Linked DNA regions of Mus musculus: regions 1, 2, 3 and 5 are each linked to region 4. The links are chromatin contacts, called in public Hi-C and HiChIP or PLAC-seq maps. All regions are on one chromosome and are shown on one strand. Each heading gives the region's core, a stretch centred on a gene start, on an enhancer-like site or on the middle of the called end of the contact. The rest is flanking DNA. Distances are from core to core; before and after follow the strand shown.

Evidence for each region. A called contact is a pair of places that touch in the nucleus more often than the background predicts. HiChIP or PLAC-seq counts read pairs in DNA pulled down with a chosen protein or histone mark.
Region 1: a Hi-C map of bone marrow-derived macrophages shows a contact between it and region 4, with 13 read pairs. The contact joins two enhancer-like sites. A contact is called at or near these places in 7 of 39 promoter capture datasets (the C10 cell line, the HPC-7 cell line, cranial neural crest and 4 more), 2 of 15 datasets of contacts at CTCF or cohesin (embryonic stem cells and large pre-B cells), 1 of 484 Hi-C or Micro-C datasets (bone marrow-derived macrophages), 16 of 115 datasets of contacts at active chromatin or transcription factors (the 230-238 cell line, Th17 cells, astrocytes and 10 more) and 1 of 9 other capture datasets (embryonic stem cells).
Region 2: a Hi-C map of B cells shows a contact between it and region 4, with 14 read pairs. The contact joins the promoter of Ankrd55 here to the enhancer-like site in region 4. A contact is called at or near these places in 7 of 39 promoter capture datasets (the C10 cell line, cranial neural crest, frontonasal cranial neural crest and 3 more), 2 of 484 Hi-C or Micro-C datasets (B cells and nephron progenitors), 5 of 115 datasets of contacts at active chromatin or transcription factors (the 230-238 cell line, bone marrow-derived macrophages, regulatory T cells and 1 more) and 2 of 9 other capture datasets (adipose tissue and liver).
Region 3: a contact with region 4 is called in an H3K4me3 HiChIP or PLAC-seq map of bone marrow-derived macrophages, with 5 times the contacts expected there. The contact joins two enhancer-like sites. A contact is called at or near these places in 4 of 115 datasets of contacts at active chromatin or transcription factors (bone marrow-derived macrophages, embryonic forebrain, fibro-adipogenic progenitors and 1 more).
Region 5: an H3K27ac HiChIP or PLAC-seq map of double positive thymocytes shows a contact between it and region 4, with 3 times the contacts expected there. The contact joins two enhancer-like sites. A contact is called at or near these places in 4 of 115 datasets of contacts at active chromatin or transcription factors (CD4 single positive thymocytes, double positive thymocytes, large pre-B cells and 1 more).

Annotation. Positions count from the first base shown.
Region 1 is chr13:112,255,776-112,260,619 of GRCm38.p6, forward strand. No RefSeq gene overlaps it. Among named protein-coding and RNA genes, the nearest start is that of Ankrd55, 30 kb to the right of the region's middle. Within about 2 kb of position 2,971, at least 42 of the 459 cell types and tissues checked have an H3K27ac peak or open chromatin away from gene starts, as enhancers often do. A contact at or near this core is called in bone marrow-derived macrophages and hematopoietic stem and progenitor cells, where this site is marked.
Region 2 is chr13:112,285,700-112,290,484 of GRCm38.p6, forward strand. It overlaps Ankrd55 (ankyrin repeat domain 55), which reads left to right and starts at 2,752. Exons shown (of 11, transcript NM_029898.3): 1 at 2,752-3,283. The coding sequence starts at 3,229.
Region 3 is chr13:112,527,866-112,532,511 of GRCm38.p6, forward strand. It overlaps Il31ra (interleukin 31 receptor A), which reads right to left. Exons shown (of 17, transcript NM_139299.2): 13 at 3,803-3,949; 14 at 2,414-2,554. Among named protein-coding and RNA genes, the nearest start is that of Il31ra, 50 kb to the right of the region's middle. Within about 2 kb of position 2,211, at least 33 of the 459 cell types and tissues checked have an H3K27ac peak or open chromatin away from gene starts, as enhancers often do. A contact at or near this core is called in bone marrow-derived macrophages and fibro-adipogenic progenitors, where this site is marked.
Region 4 is chr13:111,722,976-111,727,741 of GRCm38.p6, forward strand. It overlaps the pseudogene Gm15488. Among named protein-coding and RNA genes, the nearest start is that of Mier3, 39 kb to the left of the region's middle. Within about 2 kb of position 2,471, at least 391 of the 459 cell types and tissues checked have an H3K27ac peak or open chromatin away from gene starts, as enhancers often do. A contact at or near this core is called in the 230-238 cell line, B cells, CD4 single positive thymocytes and 11 more, where this site is marked.
Region 5 is chr13:112,426,195-112,430,620 of GRCm38.p6, forward strand. No RefSeq gene overlaps it. Among named protein-coding and RNA genes, the nearest start is that of Gm33905, 17 kb to the left of the region's middle. Within about 2 kb of position 1,552, at least 78 of the 459 cell types and tissues checked have an H3K27ac peak or open chromatin away from gene starts, as enhancers often do. A contact at or near this core is called in CD4 single positive thymocytes, double positive thymocytes and memory CD8 T cells, where this site is marked.

The sequences.
Region 1 (4,844 bases), core at 1,721-4,220, 530 kb after region 4:
CAATAATAATACAAGGTCTGCCTCCAAGGTGCTATTGGAAAGGGGAGCAAGAATCGGATTTTCTGACCAGGAGATGTAGAACTTGAGGACCATTTCCTAAATTCAGATCAGCTGGTGATACAGGAACAAGGGAGGGCAAGATTAGATGGAGAAGCAACGTCAGATGGTAAGAGATGAGCCCTGTGGAGACAAGATCTCTCACTTGGACCTGAAGCTCCGAGAAGGCTAGCCTGTAAGCCCCAGAGAGCCATCTGTCCCTGCCTCCCTGGTGCTAGAGTTACAAATCTCGTCCACTGAATCCAGATTCCAGCCTCCCCCCACCCACCCTCCATCCACCATGGAGCTGGGCATCAAATTCAGGTCTCCGGAACAAGTACCTCACCAAGCAGCTGGCTTTATAGGCCCAGATCGACTTTTGATGTAGAATGTAGCTTGTCAGTTTTCACAGACTCCTTTGTTTTCCTCAATATGTGCAAAGTGCTTTCTTTCCAGTTTGAGTACCTCAGAGAGAAAAATAATCATAAAAATTAAAACTCGAAGAGATAAGATGGTAGCTAATGCCAAAGAGGAGAATAGCCCTAGGTAGGTAAAATGAAAAGTGCCAAAATAGCCCTAAACATTATGCCACAGTAAATATTGTCAGAGATTTAAACAACAACAACAACAACAACAAAAGAACCCCACAAGCAAACAAACAAACAAACAAGAAGAGACAAAATATTTGCAAGCTATACTTCTGCCAAGAGCTTAGCATGAAGAATGCACAAGAAACTTTTTTTAAAAAATCAAAAACAGGAAATATAAAAACAAGCAACCTAATGAGAAAAGAGGGTAAGGATAGGCATTTCTTAAAAGAATGTACATGCCAGACTTGGTGGCACATGCCTTTAATCCCAGCACTTGGGAGGCAAAGGCAGGTGAATTTCTGAGTTCGAGGCCAGCCTGGTCTACAGAGTGAGTTCCAGGGCAACCAGGGCTACACAGAGAAACCCTGTCTCGAAAAACAAACAAACAAACAAAAAAGAATGTACACAAATTATAAACCACTGCGTGAAAAAGTTCACTATCACTCGTCGTCAGGAAATAACAAACAAAACCAGCGATATCAGTAAAAAATAGCCCTTATGAAAATGATAAATGTAACAAAGAGAGGTGTGGAAGAAAGAGAAGTTGTGTATACTGTGGGTGGGAATGTCAATAAGACACTGTGCAAAGCAGTGTGGTGGCCCCATCAGAAAGCCAGAAAGAGACTTACAAAACGGTCCTGCAACCAGACCTCTCTCTGGATAACTAAAGGAAATGAAAGCAGTCTATCAAGAAGCATCTTCATGCCAGTGTTCACCACAGCACGACTCATGCATAAGACACCAAAATACATGTGCTCTGTGGAGTGCAATTCAGCCATAGAAATAATGTAATCTTGTCATTTGCAAGAAAATAGGTGAAACCAGAAATCATTGTGCTAAGTGGAAAAAAAGAAAAAGAAAGCAGGCACAGAAAGGTAAGTACCTCAGTTAGCTTAGGGTGGCTTAGGATGTGAGGACCGAAGTGCACGGACCCAATCCTTCTGTTTACTGCTCTTCCTGTGGGTGCAGTAGTAGTAGTAGTAGCAGCAGGGGCAGCAGCAGCAGCAGCAGTTGGCTCCAGCTTTCAGAGACCCCAGAACCAGCCTTTTCATGCCCCTCTGAGAAGCCAGCCTTAGATTGGTGATTCCAGAAAGCTTTACTCAGCCCTGGATTATCCTCAGAGCAACAACTCCACCTCTTGACTTCTGTTTCTCCAGGCCTTCACTGGTCGTTGATTTCTTCGTTAATTCTTTTCCTAAAGCTAACTTCAAGTCCCATAGATCAGTTTGAAGTACTCAGCTCAGCAGACAGGCATCATCACACACACCTTTAATTCCAGCACTCAGGAGGTAGATGCAGGTAGATTTCTAAATTAGAGGACAGCCTGGTCTCCATAGTGAGTTCCAGGCCAGCCAGGGCTACATAAAGAGAGCCAATGAGTTGCCATCTGTATTTGGCCATCTTCCCAAAACACCCAGAACACCACCAGGTCTATAATGTCTTTCAAATCACTTAATTACAACAATAAAAATGTAGATTAAAATGCTCCCTGTGAATAAAATGCTCTAAACATTACACTCCAGCAGACTCGTTGACCATGTCTCCCAGCAACTTTGAAGGAGCGGCAAGGATGATCATCTATGCCTGTGAAACTGTCTCCCCTAAGCAAAGCTGATTTTATGGGTTTAAATTCTTGCGTTGTACAAACATGAGCAAACATACATTGTTCAATGGTCCCTGATGTGACACAAAGGAGAAAGATAGCCACTCTTTCCTTCTGATGGTGTCCCTCAACTTCACTCCCCCCCCCACACCACACACACACACACACACGCACACGCACACACACACACACACGCACACGCACACACACACACACACGCACACGCACACGCGCACGCGCACGCGCACACGCACACATACACACACTTTGTAGAAACAATAATGCCTCTTTCTAAAGAGGTTTGAGATTTTTCTCAAGGTCTAAGATTAGGATTAGAAAGGGAAGGAGGTCACGTGGCTTTGTGGGCCATTTAGCACCATCGCCTAACCATTAAAAATTCTACAGGAAATTTTGACTTAATGTCTTCTTTGCCCTTGACAGGAAAATCACTTTGGGGGATTCTTGACTATAGTTTCTAGACCGATTTATCCTGGAAGATCCTTTTGATTCTCAGAGATTACCCCTCCTCTTTCACAGATGCCTTCTGGGCTGAGCAGCTAATGTATGTCGTCATCGATGTGCACGCAGATGTTTCGCAACCAGCTTTCAAACACTGCGGTTTATATCTAGAATCTAGAAAGCCGCCCCCCACCTCCTCCCAAAGACCTGTGTACTAAAGACTTAGTCAACTTGGCATTACTGGGAGATGACAAACGTTTTAAGAGGCCTAGTAGGAGGTTGTGTAGTCCTTGGGGCCCTCCTCTCTGCCTCTTCCTTTTCTACCACATTCTGACCACATGGTCAACAGTTGCTTTACCACGGCACCGTGATATGATTCTACCTTGCCTTGTTACACAAGTTCACATGCAATAGGACCAAGTAGTACCTCCAACCCCATGGCCAAAGCAAACCTTTCCTCTTTGTAAATTTGAACGTCTTTGGGTATTTTGTTGTAGTGACAGAAAGCTGGTTAACACAGGAGGAAGGTCCTGGCTTTCCACACTTGCACATTTTTATGGCCCTAACAATCCTAACAATGGATCCTGTCCATCTATCTATCCCCGTGATATCCCTTAGGTAGGCTGCAGAAAGAGATATATAGAGTTGGTTATCACAAGCTTATTCTGACCTGGATGCTTATAAACACTTATGAGCCAATTACACCCACCAATATCACTTAAGCAATGTGTTCAGGGTACCATGGAGATAAGGATTTAGGAAGCTAGGCTGGAGTCCTCCGTTCCAGGTGTTTGCACGCTTAAGCCAAGGAGATGATTTTTCTGTGTCCATGACTGCTCAGTGTCCTTGAGAGCCCTGTATCCACAATCTACAGAGGTACATGGGATAGGACGAGAACAAGTGGACAAAACTCAAAACTCTCAGTGTTTTAAAGTTGAAACCAATCTCCTCGCCAAGGCCCATGAGATCAGACACTTCTTTCTTCCCAGGCATCGGCTCTACCTGGTCAGAAATGTAAACTCCAAGAGAATTTAAACTGGCTTTCTGACTGTAGAGGGTTTGCAAGTTTGAGAAATTAAAGACAGAGCTAGCTATAGGCAAAGCCTGGATGCTCTCTGAGATGAAGCACCTCTGACCCCAACTGGCTGCTGCAGTGCACTGCATCTCTAGATGGCCAAGTCTCAGTGTGTAACCTGAAGGGCTGGATCTAGCCTGTGCACACCTTGACTTGGTTTTGTTATTGTTGATGATGATGTTATTGCTGCTGTTACTGTTGTTGCTGTTGTTGTTGTTGCTGTTGTTGCTGCTGCTGCTGTTATTGTTGCTGCTATTGTTGTACTTCTCAGGGTGGCAAACAATTCTGCTGCACTATACAGAAATGATCCAAGAGAAAGTGTGCTTGGTTTTCCATTTCTCACTCTCTGGTCCTTTTGCTGCCAAAACCCTAGATCCTCCTTCTCTGTTTAAGTCCTTCCTGAAGATTTCAGTGCTGGACATGAAATTTTGCCCACCAAGTTATTGGTCAGAGGGGCCCTGGAGGGATCCAGAACTATGTAGGCTGTTGTTTGATCTTGGTTGCCAACATAACTAAGTGGGGTTCAGGGGGAAGTTCTTTTGCTGAATACACCATACACTTTAGTTGAAAGACATCAAGAATTCAATCTCAAACTTATCAGGAAGTTCTCTTCCTGCTGGCTAGTTTTCATGGTGCTGGAGGGTGTTGGGAAGTTGGCTCAGGAAGAGAAAACAGTGGTCTTACCCACATGCTATGTGGTGTTACCCACATAACAACCTGCCAGCGCATTGTGCCCACTGATACATAATAGTTGTAGTGGTAACCAATCATGTTCTGATTGGATTTGAGACCTATTTCACTGGAGGGACTTCATATCTGGCACTGTAAACTGAGTTAAAAACTATGACTAGAGAGATCTAGATAGTTCCAGTTTTAGACGAGGGACTTAATGGTGTTTCCTGAAATGGTAATGTGTCAAGCTGCCTTCTCACTATTTATATTTACACTCATAGATTGTGCTGCTCTCAAGCTAGGTCAGAGAAGTTTCTTTTTGCCCTGATGCAAAGACTCAGATCTTGTAGAAGTGCTGTGAACAAGTGAGTGTGAGAATTCAGCAGTAGATGGTTCTTCTATATCACCT
Region 2 (4,785 bases), core at 1,502-4,001, 560 kb after region 4:
AGTACAAAATATACTATATGTTCTAATAAAGATAACACTACAAAAAGTACAAAGCAAAATGCACCAAAACTTTAAATGCCCTTTAGAGCATATACTGTTTTCCTACCATTAAGTGCTAAGTTGCTTACCTGTCCACTGGTTTTTTTCTCCCTCTCCCATTAGGTTGTGAATATACACTTCCCAGGAGAGGGGCTAGCCTGCAAGGAGCACCAGAGAGCTTTAAAAGTGATAGAAATATTCTATATCTTGATTGCAGTAGGACATTACACCCTCACTCAAAATGAACTGGAAAATACATTTAAAAAAAAAAAAACTAACCTTTTTAGAAGCCCAGAAAAGTGACTGAATGATAACCATGAATTCTCATAAGAAGTTGGTTCCCATGCAACAGATTAAAAGGCAGAGCTCCAAAAAATCATGACGTTTGCCCAAGCCACACCTATATAACACACTCAAGCCCTCGTCTTCGGTCTGCCTACCTGCCTCTCTTCAGAATGAGTCCCTTACAAACTAACAGCCATACTTTGGTTTGGGTCATGATAAATGCTTTCACAGAAATCTACTAACTGGAGAGATAATATTTTGAGAGTCCTCTGTGTTAATTTCTTGAAGCTGCTGTAAGAAAATTATCACAAACTTGGTGGCTTCCAATAACCAACCAAAACTTACTATTTCACAGTCTGGAAATCCAAAGTTGAAAATCAAGGTGCTGCCAGAACCCAGCTCCCCCTCTAGGCTTTAGGAGACAATGGGTTCCTAAGTTCTTCCTGCTTTGGTGGCATAAGTGACAAATGACAGGAGGTTGTGTTGTTCCATGTTCTCCCCCACCCCCTTACCTCTGCATGTTCCTCTGAACAATAGAAACCACTGAGACACATTTCAAAGAGAGCTCCTTTATGTCGTTAGAGCTGAACAGACTCAGTTTGCCATCAAGGTCATGTTCATGGGTTCTGGGGCTTAAGGCGTGTATATCTTTTCAGGAGTCATTCTACAAACCACTGAGCCCACCCTGGTTCCATATAGCAGTGGGTTTGGAAACACTCCAGGCAACAGGCTAGAGTATCAGAAGGCTGACTTCAGCAGTTGTTCTTCTCCCAGTCCTGCTGTCCTACACCACCTAGCTCATCTGTCAACAATGTGTTGTATTTCTCCTCTGTATGCATGATGTGTGTGTTTGCTTGTGGGGTATATATATGTGTGGTATATATATATGTGTGGGTGACCATTTCAGCATACACATGTAGGGACCACAGTTGACATGAGTGTCTTTCTTGATTGCTCACCCTTTATATATTAAGGCACAGTCCCTCCATCAGATCCAGAGCTCACTGCTAGTCTAGCCATCCAGCTTGCTCCTGAAATCCTGTCTCCACCTCCCCAGCACTGAGATGACAGTCAAACTGCCACATCCTGGACTCTAAAAATGCTAAAGCAACAACTTGATCCACTGAGTTATCTCTCCAGCCTCTGCTTGTATTTTTAAATCAAATACTGCAGAGTATTTTGAAAGGAAGGAGCCCAAGTGGAAAAGAATAGCGATGAATAACATTGTTGGGTAAATAATAGTACTGCTGAGTCATAATAACAGTCCTGCTGAGTCATACTAACAGTCCTGCTGAGTCATAGTAACAGTACTGCTGAGTCATGGTTCTGTGAGGTGAATAACAGTGCTTGTGAGTGAGTGATATTACTAGTGAGTGGTAGCATTGTCATAGAGATGTGAGGCCCTTTTTTATGAAAAATAAATGACAGGCAAGTAGAAAATATGTGTCAAAAGATAAAAGAGAACTGCCTACAAAAGAACACAGAACATAGACTAGACCATTCTATATCAAAACAAATGTAAAGACTAAGAGTGTAGTTCAGTAGTTGACCACTTATCTAGTATATAATGTTTGGGTTTAATCTCTGTACTACAAAAAAAAAGTATTAATATAGCCATACGCAGAGGAAAAAAAGAAAACATTTCCAGCACTATGTCTAAAATCAAATATCTGTTAGTTAAAAAGAAAAGGGAGTTGCCATGATCAGTGACATACAAAAAGCCAGGTGCTATCACTCACCACCCAGGCTCTTGGAGGACAGATAGGAGAATCCTGGCTTCCTGCCAGCCAACCTAGGCACCCGGACAAGGCCTGGGTGTCAGGGAGAGACTCTCTCTGGAAAAAACAAGGAAGGTGATCCTGAAAAGAGATTCCTGATGGACCTGTGACATATACACGCTCAGGTGTGCACACATATAGATATAAAGCCAAAACCACAAAGGAAATGTCTTCATTTTGTAAAAACACAAACGAACTAGACAGATGTCTTCCCCTAGCAATAGACAGTACCACCGTATGCAAATAAGAGCAAGATTTCCCCCTCAGGTTTTTAACCCTAGAGGATGAATTTATTTGACTGCTTCTCGAAGCAGTATGGCTGGTGACTTGTCAGGCTTCATGCAGAATGCAGTAAGGCACAGCCTTGTGACTGCAGGCTGTTTGATTTAGTCTGCACAGATATTTGAACCTTGACCTTCAACCTTTCACTGCCCACCCTCAAAGTCTCTCTGACAGGAGGAGGTCACTGCAGGGAGCCTGAACCTCCCCCCATCCCCCCACCCCCAGCAGCAGTGCATAACTACTCAGCAGGGCACGTGGACTGCAGCCTCCTGCTACAATATTTACATCCTATTCCACTGAGATGGCCCGTCTCTGCTCACATGACCCAAATGCAGTTCTCACTCCACCAAGAACAAACAGCCAGCACGCAGTCTGCGCTGGCGGCTTTGCACATGCTCCGTCTGGCCCTGTGAATCTCACTCACTCATTGAGGTTTCTATTGGTTTAAAGCGACCTTCCAGTCGCCTCAGCCGAAGCTCTGAGATCTGCAGCATTTTCCTGGCCCAGATCCAAGGCAGGCACCCCCGTGAAGGCTGTCTTATTTTAGGGTTTGGGATGTTTTGTCTGTCTGCTTGGGGGAAGGGTATATAATACTCACACGTCAGTGTTGATGGTGAATGGGATTCTGAGAGTAACACTTCCTCCCCTGCAGAAAGAGTGTTTTTTATGTCTTTGCAAAGGTAGCCTTGAAGGCGCCCGGCAGATCTAACACACACTTAATTCTACAACGGGAGCTGACGCCAACGATGCTGAAGCTGACTGACGTTGGCTGCAGTGTGTGAAATGGTGTTTTCTCCTCTCCAGAGCCCTGACTGGGTTTTTTTTGCCGTTCTGATGGTAAACGATGAGACAGGCTACCATGGATTTCAGCACCTCTTCTGTGTTTGATCAGCACAAAGGTAACACGATGTTTTACCACTCCAATGGCGAAGAGATTTCCAGTTTGTAAGGAGAAGAGGAAAGGTGTGTGTGTGTGAGTGTGTGTGTGTGTGTGTGTGTGTGTGTGTGTGTGTGTGTGTGTGTGTGTGTGTGAAAACAAACCTGGTAAGGACTTGATAAGCTTTTAGGAAAAGAAAAGAAAAAAAAAGCTTACGGGCTTTCTGTCTTGCGGATGTATTCCTAGTCCTACTCTTTGGTTTGAGACATATCAGCTACTTTAGATAGTATCATCTTTATGTCATGTCATAAAGTATGTTAGAGAAAGCAATATCAGAATGCATACCGGGCCTCTTTCAGCCCGTAAATCTCATATTTCGTCACTTCAGCCATCACGAGGCACTGTGGATTCCCCTCCAAGAGAGACCTGACCCACAGACGGGTCCTGCTGATGCCACACCTCGTTCAAGACCGTGCAGTGACTTAATACTGTATTATTTAATTGCAATGGCAGAGTGGGTTTTTTCCCCCTACCCTTCATTTGCATACAGAAAGTCATCCTTCCACGGGCCAAGTAGGCTGTGAGATTCATTGCCATCATCAGACTCACAGCCTGTCAGTCTGTGTGAGTGTGGCTTTGCATGTGCTGTGTGCCTCCACACATGTATTTGTCATCTGTGTAATTAGACCATTTTTTCTATGTACGATGGAGGGGAATTCCCACACTTTAAATACAGCAGACCTTCCCAGAGCCTTTTAATGAAACGTACGGCATCTAACCCACTCGCCGCACTAGGATTCTGCAGCTTCTCAGAGCTTGGTTAGTTTCTTTCTTTCAGCTACACTATGAAATGGTGGCTTGCGGAAGCCTCATTAGCAATAGCCATTTCTTCTTTCTTTTTCCCAATTATCGATGCTTCAAGGCAAGGTCACCTCCTCTAGATCTGGCTTCGTGGCATGGGTAAATGATGTTTGCTCAATGGATTTCTCAAATAATAACATAGATTTAGATTCCTGAGGCAGATAGAGTCTTCTCCAATTCTTGCTCAGAGAGGGGGTAAAGAGGGAGAGAGAGAGAGAGAGAGAGAGAGAGAGAGAGAGAGAGAGAGAGAGAGAGAGATCGATCTTGAGAACATCTTGATTCACACTGAGTCTGTAGACAGGCACCACAGGAAGGGGGCTTACTGTAGTTCCCCCACCACCACCTCCTCTCCTCCCTGTACGTTTTGTTCCACTGATGGCAATCAGCAGAAGTGAGAGCTCTGCTTAGAATCAAGCTGCTTGTGCTGGTTAGAGAAGAGTGTTGCCAAGCCGCAGAATCACAGAGAAACACGGTGGTCATTTGGGAGACTAATCTGAGGGAGCAGGGACTGACTGCAGAAGAACAAGTCCTTCAAAACAAATGTATCTGTGCCAGCCTGGCTCTTTCTATCTGGAGTGAGCTTGGGAAATAACTAAAGTGCTGGTTTAGAATATTTTCTTGCAGCATCTTTTGTGGGAGCAATTCAGGGCAATTCTTCTACCT
Region 3 (4,646 bases), core at 961-3,460, 800 kb after region 4:
GCTTCCAACTTCATCCATTTAGTCAGTAATTACTAGCATAACTATTAGCCTCCCCCCCCCATTATTCTGAGAAATAAAACAAACAAATAAGAAAAAAAATCAGATCCTCACTCACATGCTTCGTATATCCTGGGGTAGAAAAACTCACACGATAAACTTTGACAGGTAAGCTTTGACTTGTCAATTTGCCTGGACTAAGAGATACCTACAGAATGGCAAATACATGCATGCTATTGTGTCTGTGAGGGTGAGTCCAAAGAACTGACATGGGAGAACACTTAGGGGAGGGTCCACCCTAAACACAGGCAATACCATCTGATAGGCTGGCAATACCACTACCAGATGGGCTAAAAGTCGAAAAAGAGGAAGACGGTCAGTGCACCCAAGTTCTCTTCTCCCTGAGCACGAACACTGATTGCTGTGGTCATTATCCACAGATTTCCAACTTCAGCTTAGCCAGCCTTTGGACACAACTCTGAAGAGAGCTTCCAGGCATCCATCTTTAGACGGGGACTGCGGCCTTAACTCCTACTCTTGTTCTAAAGATTCAGACTTCTCAGACCGAGTGGCTACCGGGGTCCCTGCATGGTGAATGCCACTGCTGAAGAACCTAGCTTCCAATCACTTAAACCACATCACTTCTGTTCTCCTAGAGGACCCTAAGTAATAGAATAATGTTAAAAATACTTCAGATAAAATAGATGATCAAATAGAGTACTTAGGGCAAAGTGAAGGGAGGCTAGCCTCTTAATCTTCTATTTATTTATTTATTTATTTATTTATTTATGTATCACTTATTTAATTTTCCAGATAGGGTCTCATTGTGTGTAGGCTGATCTAGCCTTATATTTTAGACCTTCCTGTTTCAGCCTCCTGGGTGCGGAGACCGGCGTGCATCACCTTGCCTGGCTAGATCTAATCTAGAGTCTGCCCTGGATTTTGCAGAAAAGCAAAGGGAGATGCAAAGCTTTGAAGAGGGAGAGAAACCGAGTCAGAAAGTGATGGGAAATGAGGTAAGGGGAGGGTAGCTTGTATTTTGTTTAAAATATGAAGCTGTAACTGGTGAGTTCAGAAAATCTAGAACTTTAAACTGTGGCTGCTGTGCCTGAGTCGGTTCTAGAGGTCTGGGAGATGGTCATAAGACCACTGGCTGCTCTTGCAGAAGTCTAGCTCTCTCCACCCACACAGCTGCTCACGACTGCCTGCAACTCAACTCCAGTTGCAAGCGATGCGAGACTTTGTTCTAACCAGTGCAGGCATGTGGTGTACATAAGCTTACTCAGACACACACATATACACATTAATAATAATAATAATAATAATAATAATAAATAGTCGTTCATAAAAAGGAGAATGGGTTGTGGAGGACCCAGGAGGGAAGTAGAGTAGTCTGTCCTCAAATCTACGGAACAAGGAGAGAACTTTTAAGGGTCCAGCACGGGATTGTGCCTTCAATTTGATCCTGAGAGAAATTTTCATGAGCTGACACAACTTGTACCCAGTCTTCTGAAGCTGTAACATGATTTTTATTTTTTTTAAAAAAAAGTTATTTTAGAAGTTGTATCAAAAAGAATACCAAGAAGGCATTGTTAGGCTGCAGGACAGAACGTGTTATCTTGCTCATGGTTCTCAGAGCCACGGTCTACTTTAGTCTTCAGGAACATAAATAACAAGGGGCTTCTGAGATACATCAAGATGACTTTTTTGGTTTATAGTAGTTATTGCAAAACTTGTCAATGCTGCTTGAATTTTGATTGATTGACTGATTGATTGATTGATTGATTGATTGAGACAGGGTTTCTCCATGTAGCCCTGGCTGTCCTGGAACTCACTTTGTAGACCAGACTGGCTTTCCTCTTCTTTTCCCTCTGTCTATTACATGCCCTCAGCTTTCCTACTCAATTATTAAACTATTATATTTCACATTATATGTGATATCTAACAAATTTGTCTTGCTTTTCATGTTTTCAACGTAAAAGCTGATAAGTTGAATACACATAACAAACAAACAAAACGAAACAAAAGCCCCACCGCAGATGGTAACATTAAGTCCCTTGTCAGTGACCTCTGATCAACCAGTTGTTCCTTCCCAGGTTCTATTGCACAACTCCTGACATTTAGGAACTGGGCAGTGTGAGCTCAGGCAACAGCCTTTGACGTGGCTGAGGCTGAAGTGGATGTTGCTTGCTTCATCTTAAGATTATTTGTGGCTGCTTACCAGCAAGGATCAAAATGGCCTGTTGGTCTAACTCAGCCCTCCCTTTGCCAGCTCCTCAGTAACTCCTGGGAGGTGAGTGAGCCAGAGAGAGCAGGAGAAGCCATGCTCTGCTGCCCTCTGCTGGCTCTCCTTGCTCCTGTCAAATATTTCCAACCCGAAGTAAACTCCAGAATGAGGCCTGAAGCCAGTACTCACTGATTGACAATGTCTTGAAGTTTATTCTCACCCCGTTGGTACCTCCAGCTCTGGTGCTGGCCATGACCCAAACAGTATAAGAGGTCCTTCGTGTCAGAGACTCCAGGTCACACTGCAGGGCATGAGAGTTAACAGTCTTGGCTGAAAGGAAAAATAGAAACCGATCTAGTATAGCAAGCCAAACTGAAAATGTGTGTTCGCATTGACCCAGGGTGCCCTGACCTGCAATTCTAACTTCTCAACTTCCACTTAAAACAAGTCTACCAAGATGCATCAATGACCTAAACATAAGAGCTAAAAGTATAAAACCCTTCAAAAGCCCAAATAACTAATCCACAACTTTGAATTTATGGAGGGTTCTTATAAAATATGATACTCAAAGCACAAGCAACTACCCCAAACAATATTAAACTGAACTTCATTAAAGACAATCTAATGTTAAAATGGGTGATGAAGTTCTTTCTCTGAAGAAGATATGCAAGTGGCCAATAACTACAACAGACGAGTGCTTGATATCATTAGTGACTAGGGGAAAAAGTTTTCTAAATGAGATACCCCTGGGAAAACTCAGGCTGTAAGGTTAACCTATTTTATTTTGCAGTGAACGTAAAACCTCGTGCATGCTAGAAACATGCTCGGGCTCTGAGCTGCCTCCCCAGCCTTGTTACTTCTGTGAAATAATCTGAATAATAATCTATAGGCAGAGTCCGGTAGTTACCAGAGGCCATGGGAGGAGGGGCCCGGGAACAATTGATTAAAAGAACACAGAGCTTCCACATGGAGGGGGAGAAAAGAGCGGTGGTGGTTACACAATTTGGTAAATGTTCTTAAGATCACTGAACTATACACCTTCAAATATTTAGTACCAAGTTTTACATTACGTGTACTATAATGTAATAAAAATCAAATTTAGCCTAAACGGAAATCCAAGCCTAGCCCAGAGCTTAGGATGTCAGAAGATACTGTGGACTCAAAAAGAAAGCTCTGGGCAATGGGAGGTAGAACTTACACTTAAAGAGCTCTGCACTAAGACAAGTACCATCAAACAAGGGCTGTCCCTGCATACAAATCTACTCTTTAAGATGGGCAAATCCCACCCAAAACAATGGTCAGAAAAGTCTGAGGGGACCCACCCATTCTGTGACTGAGCAGGAGAGGTCCTATCAACTCCTCCCAGTCCTCCTCAGGACTTCTTTACACGTTTGTAACTCCTGAGGTAGTGCCCTCGATTCTATTTTCAGAGAAGCACAGAGAAGCTAAGTGTTTGGATGACTATGCCGGTCACAGCCCTGGAGCCACCTCTGTGTCAGGTCTATTCACATCATCTCGGGGATGGGGGGAGCGGAGGGGTGGACTGAGCTTGCTCAGCCTGGCCATGTGCCCACTTACAGAGTTCTTTTCCACCTTCAGCTTGGTAAAATACAGTGTAATTGTTGATAAATCCATTCCTAGCACTCTTAGGAATCTCCTTCCATGTGATCGTGGCTGTCCTCAGACCGATGTTCTCCACCCTGGTCTCAGGACCTTTTAATGGAGCTTCAGAGGTCAGGGAGATTAAAAAAAAAAAATTACCAAGGCTGAATCACATCCCGGAAGATCAACCGCTGCCCTAGAGCTGCTACCATTGTTTCAGGCAAAACCCACAATGCTGGGGTTGGGATAAGGAAGTTGAACCGGGGGACTGAGGAGTGAACTTGTTTGTAGAGATTGGGTTCCCCCCCCCCCCAAAGTCAGGCATCTTATATAAGATGACAAGGAATTTCAAATCCCCAAGAAAATGTACTTTCCTGTAGGTCCCCAATTCCAATTAGCACCCAGTTTTCATTCCTGTCTATAAAGTATAGCTTCCCTGGCCTACCTTTATACAGTAGGAGACGCTTTCCAGTGTTGAATCTAGAAGATGCTCATTTCCCAAAAGATAAAGTCTGAGTGGTGTACCTTGCCTATTGCCTCGCAAAAGACACCTGAGAGGAGGCGAGATAGCCCAGCAGGGAAGGCACTTGCCGTGAAAGCATAAGGTCAAGTAAAAAGCTGGCCATGGTGGCCTCTGTGACAATATCAGAGCTGAAGGGGTGGAGACAGGCAGATCTCTGGGAATTGCTGGCCAGCCAATGGGCAGCTCCACCAATGGGCAAGCCCCCAGGTCCCAGGGAGAAATCTCAAAACATAAACAAGGTGAATGGCTTCTGAGAAATGATAAGGTTGGCTTCTAGCCTTCATACATGTGCATCAA
Region 4 (4,766 bases), core at 1,221-3,720:
GACACAACATGTGAAACTAAACTACCCCATAAGGACAATCTTACTTAAAAACCTAAATAGAAGTCTGTTTTAATCCCTCCATCTTTATGAATAACATTAGTTATGAGCATAAAATAATGAGTTTATTATGATACTTTAATACATGTTCTTTCATCTTCTTAAACAATTTATTTCCAGTCTAGAATATCATGTTTTTGTTTTTGTTTCTTTTTTTTTTCCCCCGAGACAGGGTTTCTCTGTGTAGCCCTGGCTGTCCTGGAACTCACTCTGTAGACCAGGCTGGCCTCGAACTCAGAAATCCGCCTGCCTCTGCCTCCCAAGTGCTGGGATTAAAGGTGTGTGCCACCACGCCCGCCTGAATGTCATGTTTTTGAAAGACTTGTTCCTAACAGATGATGAAGCACAGAACCAGCAGACCATAGAGAAGGCAGAATCTAAATTTTAATGATAATATGAACAACATTCTTTAGACTCAGTTTTACAAAGTTATATACACATATATATCCACACGCATATATTTATTTAGTCTAATTTGATATCCCTTGGATATTATTTTAAAAGTGTATTTTGCTAATGACTAGTATAGAAGATTTATGTGAGAACAAATGAATCTGACCTTCATGCTGTTTTTTTCTATAACTGGTAAAGGAGAAAATGAATATATATTGGGAAAGTCTCATGACCAAAAAATGCATTTATTGGGATGGAGAGATGGCTCAGCAGTTAAGAGCACTGGCTGCTCTTCCAAAGGTTCTGAGTTCAAATCCTAGCAACTACATGGTAGCTCACAACCATCTGTAATGAGATCTGATGCTCTCTTCTGCGGTGTCTGAAGTCAGGTACAGTGTACTTACATATAAATGCAATTATTCCATCACACATTATAGCATACTTTAACAGACAATGTAATTTATAAGGTTAATTATGAAATTAAAAGTCTGAAAACTTGGGTTTCAAATTCAAATCTTTATTTACTCTGACTACAGAGCTAGACCAGCAATCTTTGGCAATACTAACAGCTTTTTACCAGGATACATAGATTCTGTTTCTTGGGTATCAATCCTTCAGTGACAAGACAAATCTTCCTGTAGACACCTAAACCCAAGGTCATACAACGAATGTCTTCTGGTTTAAAGCCATTTGGTTGTTGATAGCCATTTTCAAACAGTCTCACCTTTTGATGCTGGACTCTCAGAAGGTGTTGATTTTTTGACTCAACTGGTTCTGGAAGCACAAGAAATTTGATGGCTTACTATGGTCGTTTAAAAATAGAGCCTGGGGAACCTTTGGTAACGTTCCTAGAACAACGTCACCTGTAATAATTTTATCTTTGGGTCTTTTGCAATGTGTTGAAGAATCTGAAAGTTTCTGTTTCCTACGCAGCAATCGACTAAAGTTCTGGATGATTCCTGGGTTATTGCCCTTAATGAACTAAGCTATGCTAAACTGAGACCCTAGAAGAAGCAATTCTTTGGGAGAGGTCAATGTTCTCTAACCCGCAACCATGAGCATCCAAGTAGCCAGTCATCAACATGCGTTTTGTTTTGTTTTGTTTTTGCAAAGAAACTTGGGCATGGAAATGCTAGGGAACGTGCCCGAGGTACTAAAGCTGTAAACGGAAAGATCAGAAGCAGACACGTAGCTCAGCTTTCCCTCGAACCATTCAATAGCTACTTGAATGTTTTCAAATAAGAATCTTCGTAAACACTTTTTCCCATAGGCGTGTCCTTTTCAAAGGCAAACTTAAGCCAAATTCACATCCCTTGTCATATAGTCTCTCCCGGGAGTGGTAATTTCTTCTTTGACTATATCACTCTTACTTCCAGAACTATTTTTTTTTTTTAACAAACTGTTGTTTCTGAACAAAAAGGAAGAAACTTTCTCTTGATATTTCTAAGGTAACGCCACACCCGAATTCACGTCTCCGTAGTGTGAAGCTTCGGGAAGGCGCTTGTGTCTGTCTCACTTTCAGCCGAGTCTTCCGCTGCATAGACTGCAGATCAGCAGCACGCTCACAAACGCCAGCCGTCACAGCCCACGGCGACCCACCCCGAGCAATCCATGGTTTTCTGCTCTTTTCTACGCGTTAATGAGACTAAGCCTTGACTTTTCCGAGGAAGTTCAAACTCCTAGGTCCCGGTTGAGGAAAGGCCACACCCCCACTTTGTAAGTTTCTATTTGCTCCTTTGCAGCATCCTTGTAAGGGCGGAGTTACTAAAGGAAAAAAGCGCGCGCGCGTGAGACCCAGCAGCGCGGCGCACACTGGGAAAGGGGACACAGGTCCCGCCCCCGTAAGGTGGGCATCTGCGTTACCGAATAGCCCCAACCCCCTCGGCGACCCTCAGCCTCAGGGCTCCGCCTACTTTGGGCTCCACCCACTTCAGGTTCCTTTCGCCTTAAACCTCGGGTTGTCCCAGGCTCCACCCACCTCAGGCTCCTCCTCTTAGGCCCGCCCACCGCAGAACTTTGGAAGCCCCCAGGCTCCACCCACCTCAGGCTCGGCCCCCCCCAAGGCTTGCTCGAGTCAGCCCAGGGCATCCCGGGGCTTCAAGTACTTCAGGCTCCGCCTCCGCGGCCCGCCCGCCTCAGCCCATTGGCTGGGCGTAACAGCTTTGGCAGCAGCGAGGGCTGCGTGACGTCGTGAGGTCCTGCCATTCCGTCCTCTCACTTCGGGTTGTAGGTGAGGCTTCTCACATTCTGGGGGGGACGAAGCGGCGCCATCGCCCCCACACACCCTGCAGGCTGCTCTGTGGTGCAGCGAGGAGGAAGGCGTGGAAGAGGCGCGTCGAATCCTCGCCCCGCTCAGTTAAGGGAGGAGCCGGGCTGCGCTGTCCCGCCCTCCGGGCCTCCGCCCAGGGTGTCCCACACCGCAAGGCTCCTGCAGCCCGGGCGCGCAGAGCTGGAGCAGCCTGCTCTCGCTGTGCGTTTGCGCTCTCATGGGTACAACGATCTTGGTTGTGCGCGAAGAGTCACTGGACTTCATGGCATCCTGGCCTCTAGGAACGCTCCCTGGGCGTGGGCCGCCTGGTTTCTTTCCCAGGGTTGTGCCTGCTGCTTGTAACGTCTGTCCTCAGCCTCTGCTTAGTCCCTACTCTCATGGGCTCCACTCAGCTGAACTCTTCTCGGCCAATTTCCAGCCTTAGCCTGGACCTCAGGCGCTTCTAAGAGCGAGCGAACCCATTCAAAGAGGCACACACACACTGATTTAGTTTATGCGTATTAGTGATTTACCTGCATGTATATATGTGCACCTTGTGGGTATCTGGTGTCCACGGTGTCCGCTGGAACCGGATAAATGGTTGTGAGCGACCATGTGGATGTTGGGAACAGAATCCCAAGGTAGCTGCATGAGTGTTCTTAACTAAAGTGATTTGTGAATATATAGACATAAGAACAAAATGCCCTGTTTGCACTTCATTCTCCTAAACAGCCGAAGGCAAGATTACCAGACAAAATGCTTTCTTAAGGAGCTTTTTAAGGTATAGTATATGATATTTCATAGTGGTGTATGATAAACCGCACACACTTAAAGTGAACAATTTGATAAATCTTTTGTCTATACACTAATCAAAATTAAGATTGTAAATGTATCCATCACTTTCAAAATCCTGTTAGAACCTTTCTTTAACCATTCTCATGTATTCTTTCATTCCCAGTCCCCAAGTGACCATTAAGCTTTCTGTCATTGGATTAATATGATCATGTTATATTATCCTTTATATTACTGGGTTCTTTTGGTAAGATATTTAAAGAAAATTTGCATATGCATTATGAGAGATATGGGTCTATAATCTTGTGTTTGATGTTATTTTATCCAGTTTTGGATAAATACTAGCCTCATGGAAGGTGGGAAGCCATTTCTCCATGGATGGTATTTGAAAGAACTTTAATAACTCACTCAATGCACAGGGCCAGCACCCATGTGTATCAATAGGTCGGGTGTCCACACGACAGATTCTGGAACTTTGGTTTCTTTTTAAAAGAAAAAAAAAACACGCACACAGAAATATTATAAGAATGTGTTTTGGAGGCTGGAGAGATGGCTCAGCAGTTAAAAGCACTGACTGCTTTTCCAGAGACCGTGAGTTCAACTCCCAGCAACCACATGGTGGCTTATAATCATCTGTAATGGGGATCCGATGCCCTCTTCTGGTATGTCTGAAGACAGTGAAAGTGTACTCACATACATGAAATAAAAAAATAATAAATCTAAAAACAACAACCCAAAAAGAATGTGTTTTTGTTTTAATTCCAGGCTTGCTTTGACCTGTCAGAATCAGCTGATCATGATTTGCCTCATGCTCTAGCAAAAGCCTGGTTTTGCCAGCTGCAGATAGTTTCTGCGATTGTGTGACATTTGGAATTCTGGGAACTTTTCTGAGGGTATATAAATGTGAGGGCCTTGTGGTGGTTTGAATATGCACAATTAGGAAGTATGACCTTGTTGGAGGAACTGTGACACAAAGTGGGTTTTGAGACCTTCTTTTAGCCACTTGGAAGACAATCTGCTCCTGACTTTCTTTGGATGAAGATGAACTCTCAGCTCCTTCTGCACCATGCCTGGCTGGAAGCTGCCATGCTCCAAATTGATGATAATGGACAGAGCCTCTGAACCTGTAAGCCATCCTCAATTAAGTGTTGTCTTTTATAAGAGTTGTCTTGGTCATGGTGTCTGTTTATAACAATAAACCCTAAGACAGGCCCCCAAGAGGCATGGTGTGTAGTCATTGGTCATTTAGAGAGGTTGGTTACAGTTTGTTAGTAGA
Region 5 (4,426 bases), core at 302-2,801, 700 kb after region 4:
CAGCAAGATGAAAAGCACATGAAGAATCCACTTTCACACTGCTGAGGACCAGTTTCACCCAGCTCTGAAGAAAGGGCAGGAGACAGAAGTAAGACTGAGCAAAGAGACCTGCGGAGACAGGTCAAGAGAGACTGTTCTCCAGGGAAGACAGACAGAAGAGTCCCCACCCCCACCCCCCACCCCTGGGGTGGACCCTGCTGAAGCAACCAGAGCCTGGGAGGAAGCAAAGAGAGAGAAAGAGAGATGAGAAACTGTCTTCAGGCAGGCAGCGTTCCTGTAAGTTTGTGTTGCTGTCACTCCTCCCCAGGCCAAATGCTTGGCACAGGCACCTGGGTTGTCCTCAGCCTGAGAAAGCAGAGGAAGACGACGGGAGGGTGAAGTGCACACGGTGGGCAGTCATTTCCTCCCATCGCTCATGGTCAGATGCCATCTAAGCAGACTGTGGGGACTCCCTTGGTCTTTCTCTTCCCAGACACTGTAAGAGCCACGCTTCCTTTGAGGCCACCCTCCACCTCTGCTTTAAGTACAATGCTGTCTGCCTTTCTCTTCGTGAGATCTAGTTGGTAAACAACAAAGATGAAGGCCAGCAAGTAGAAAAGGCATCTAATCTCAAGCTGCAATACTGAAATGAATCTGTCTGCGGAGGTTCCATTCCAGGAAGCAAAGAAAGAAGAGAGAGAGAGAGACAGAGAGAGACAGAGAGAGAAATCCCCTGAAGTCCTTGCCCAGGGTCCCCTGAATCTAGTAATAAGCGAAAGTGTGTCATCTTCGGGTTCTAGGGATAAGCTTTGCTTGAATGGTGCAAAGCTGGGACTGTTATCTGATCTTTCGAAGGAGCCCGTTGTCATCACATCACAGTGGCTCAGAAAACCCAGAGGGACAGAGCTGAATTTTGAGTCCAACACCCAGCTGTCACCTCCTTTTTTTTTTTTTTTTTTTTTTGGTTTATCTCCTTCCTCCCAAGGCAGCTAGAAACACAAATCCCAGAAGGTGATCGTAGATGAGGTTTGACAGATGGCTAAAAATGCAAGTGAGGGGTCCATCCTAGATGGTGGTGGTACAGGCCTCTAATCCCAGCCTTCGGGAGGCAGAGGCAGGCGGATTTCTGAGTTCGAGGTCAGCCTGGTCTACAGAGTGAGTTCCAGGTCAGGGAAGGTTATACAGAGAAACCCTGTCTCAAAAAACCAAAAAAAAAAAACCAAAAAAAAAAAAAAAAAAAAAAAAAAAAAAAAAAAAAGAAGCTAACTAGAGATCTAGAGATGCATGCTAATAGTAAAGCTCCAGCTGTGCACCAATACACACACACACACACACACACACACGTGCACGCACACACACGCACACACACGCACACACACACGCACATACACACACACACGCGCACACACACACACACACACACACACACACGCACACGCGCACACACACACACACACTCAAAGCTCAAGTACTACAGCAAAGTCAAAAACAGGAAGTGATGTAAGAGAGCAGAGCCCGACCAAAGACTTGAGTGTTTTGGTGGAGGGTGGGCGTGTATGAGCTCCTGGGAGTATTTCATTCTCTCTCATGCCTCTGCGTCTCTGTGTGACTTGCTTCATCTTTAAAGATGCAGAGGGATCCCTGGCTAGGGTCTCACGTGCCATCGTTCTAAGTTCTTACCTCACAGCTCACTATCCTATCTCCTGTGACCATGTGGCTGGTTTCTCTCACCGCTGAAGGCCTGGCCATGTTCTGATGTAGCTAGGACTGTGACTATTGAGTATTCCCTAGTGTACCTTGTCCTGACGAGTGAGGTTTCATCCATTTAGACATTAAGGAAGCAGCTGTATCTTCGTGGCTAAAAGAAAAACGTGGGCTGGAGAGATAGCTCAGCAGTTTAGAGTCCTCGCTGTATAATTATGAAGGCCAGAGTTCGGATCCCAGTACCCACAGAACAAGCAGGGCATTGAGTACATATCTATAACCCAAGCACTAAGAAGGCTTGCTGAGGCTGGTTGGATTTCAGTATAGCTGAGAAATTGTGGGCCTCGGGTTTGAAGAGAGAGAGAGAGAGAGAGAGAGACCCTGCCTCAAAGGCACAGAGTGATCAAGGAAGATATCTTCTGGTCTCTGCAGCATGTGCAATTAATTATATGTGCATGCACACATACCCGCACGATAAATAAATCACTAAAAAGCTGGGCGTGGTGACGCACGCCTTTAACCCCAGCACTCGGGAAGCAGAGGCAGGCAGGCAGATTTCTGAGTTCGAGGCCAGTCTGGTCTTCAAAGTGAGTTCCAGAACAGCCAGGGCTACACAGAGAAACCCTGTCTGGAAAAACCAACCAAACAAACAAAAACAACAAAAAAAAATCACTAAAATAACAAAAGGATGGCTTTAACATGAGAATAAATAGCAAAACTCCCACAAGGATGCAAATTCACAGGCAGCTAATCCTAAGATTTTCAATTATTGTGTGACTCGGCAGTTAGACTTGTTACTCTTCACGGAAACCCATGTTGGATTCTCGACGCTCATCTGGCGGCTTACAACCATCTGTGGCTCCAGTTCGAGGGATCTAATATCTCCTTCTGCTCTGCTGGCACGAGGTATGCACAGAGTACAAATACATACGTGTCAGCAAAACACCCATACACACACACACACACACACACACACCCATATACACACACTCACACACACATACACACACACATACACACACATACACACACACACATACACACACTCACACACACCCATATACACACACTCACACACACTCACACACACACACATACACACACACACACCCATACACACACACTCACACACATACATACACACACACATACACACACACACACACACACCAATGATTGTAAAAGCGTCTCTTAACAAACTCTAGGGCTGCTGTTCTTAATAATCTTGTGACTTTGGCACTTTATTTAATGATGAATTGCACTTTATTTATTAATATTAATGAATAAGTACGAGAGGCATTTCCTTGACAGGCAAATGTGAGGGAAAACCCCCTCCCTGTTTCCCCAGCAATTTTTAATTTTAGGTCCATCTCTATCCATGATCAGAACATATTGAATGAAAAACATCTATTTTCAAATAAAATTAGTTAAGAAAAGGATAGTCCCATTTTTTTTTTGAAGGTACACTAGTCGTTGTGTGAAAACTTTGATAATTTAAAATAGTTCCAGTCTAGGTCATTTTGATTTTTTAAAAAAATTATATTAGATATCTCTTTTATGGAAAGAAAACAAGACTTTTACTTAGCCAGACTTTTTAGAGCACCCTGGATGACTTCCATTGTAAAAACGTGGCATTATGCAAAACATCTAGAAAGAGTGTACAGGTGTTACTAACAACATGCACTTCTCAGTCCAGGAGCTGTGGAGCCCTCAGCGCTCTCGCTAGAACGGAGATCAGATGCTGGGCCATCTCACCCAGGAGCAGTCACCCAGGGCCAGTTACAGTTTACCTGCCAACCACCAGAAAATCGTTAGCCTTTTTTTGTTTGTTTTTTTTGTAGGAAAAAAAACGTAGGTGAAAATTGGACCAAGACTCAAAGGCTGAAACAAGTCAGACATTTTGTAAGATGAAACCGACCCAGGTACAACCTCTAAGATTAGGGCTTCCAGGTCCCAGCAGCGCATGCAGGTATTGTGGATTCGTTCTTTAGGGTTTTTCTTTTGTTGTTGTTTTGTGGTTTGTTTTTAATTTTTTTTCAAGTTGAGAGAAAATGAATATGGCATAAAGCAGCCATTAACTGCTTGAAAGCATACCATTTCGTGCCATTTAGTACATTATGTTGCGTAACCCTCCCTGCTATTTCCAAGGAGTCCCATTACACAAAAGCACACTCTTTACCATTACGAAAGCACACTAGGGGATACTTTAAGACTGTGTATTCTAAGATGCCATATCCAAGAGACTGTGATTCTGCGGACCTGGAAATGTGTCTCCAAACTTCTTGGATAGCTCATTCCTAGGTATTTCTCCAAGCGAAAGGAAAATGTGTTCATATTATGAGCTATGGTGTAGCTTCATTCACAGTCATCTCAAACTGGGACTATCTAAATTGTCTTTTAGTTAGGTAATATTTGAATAAGCTGGTATTGTCACACAATAAGTCTTGATACTCATGGGAATCAAAGCCAACAAAGGTGGTTCTCCATTTGCATTTTATTAAGGCCTGGAATAATTAGAACCCGTCTGTATACTACTTCCTGTGACATTCTGGAAAATGCAAGACTACAGTGACAAAGAACAGATTCTTTTCAAGGTTCCTTCATTCAAAGTGCAGGGAGCAGGTTTTGAGTACAAAGGACTTTTGGGGATGATGAGAGAACCATTATATATCATGTTTGTGATGGTGGGTATATGCATGTGTCATGTTTGTGATGGTGGGTATATGCATGTGTCATGTTTGTG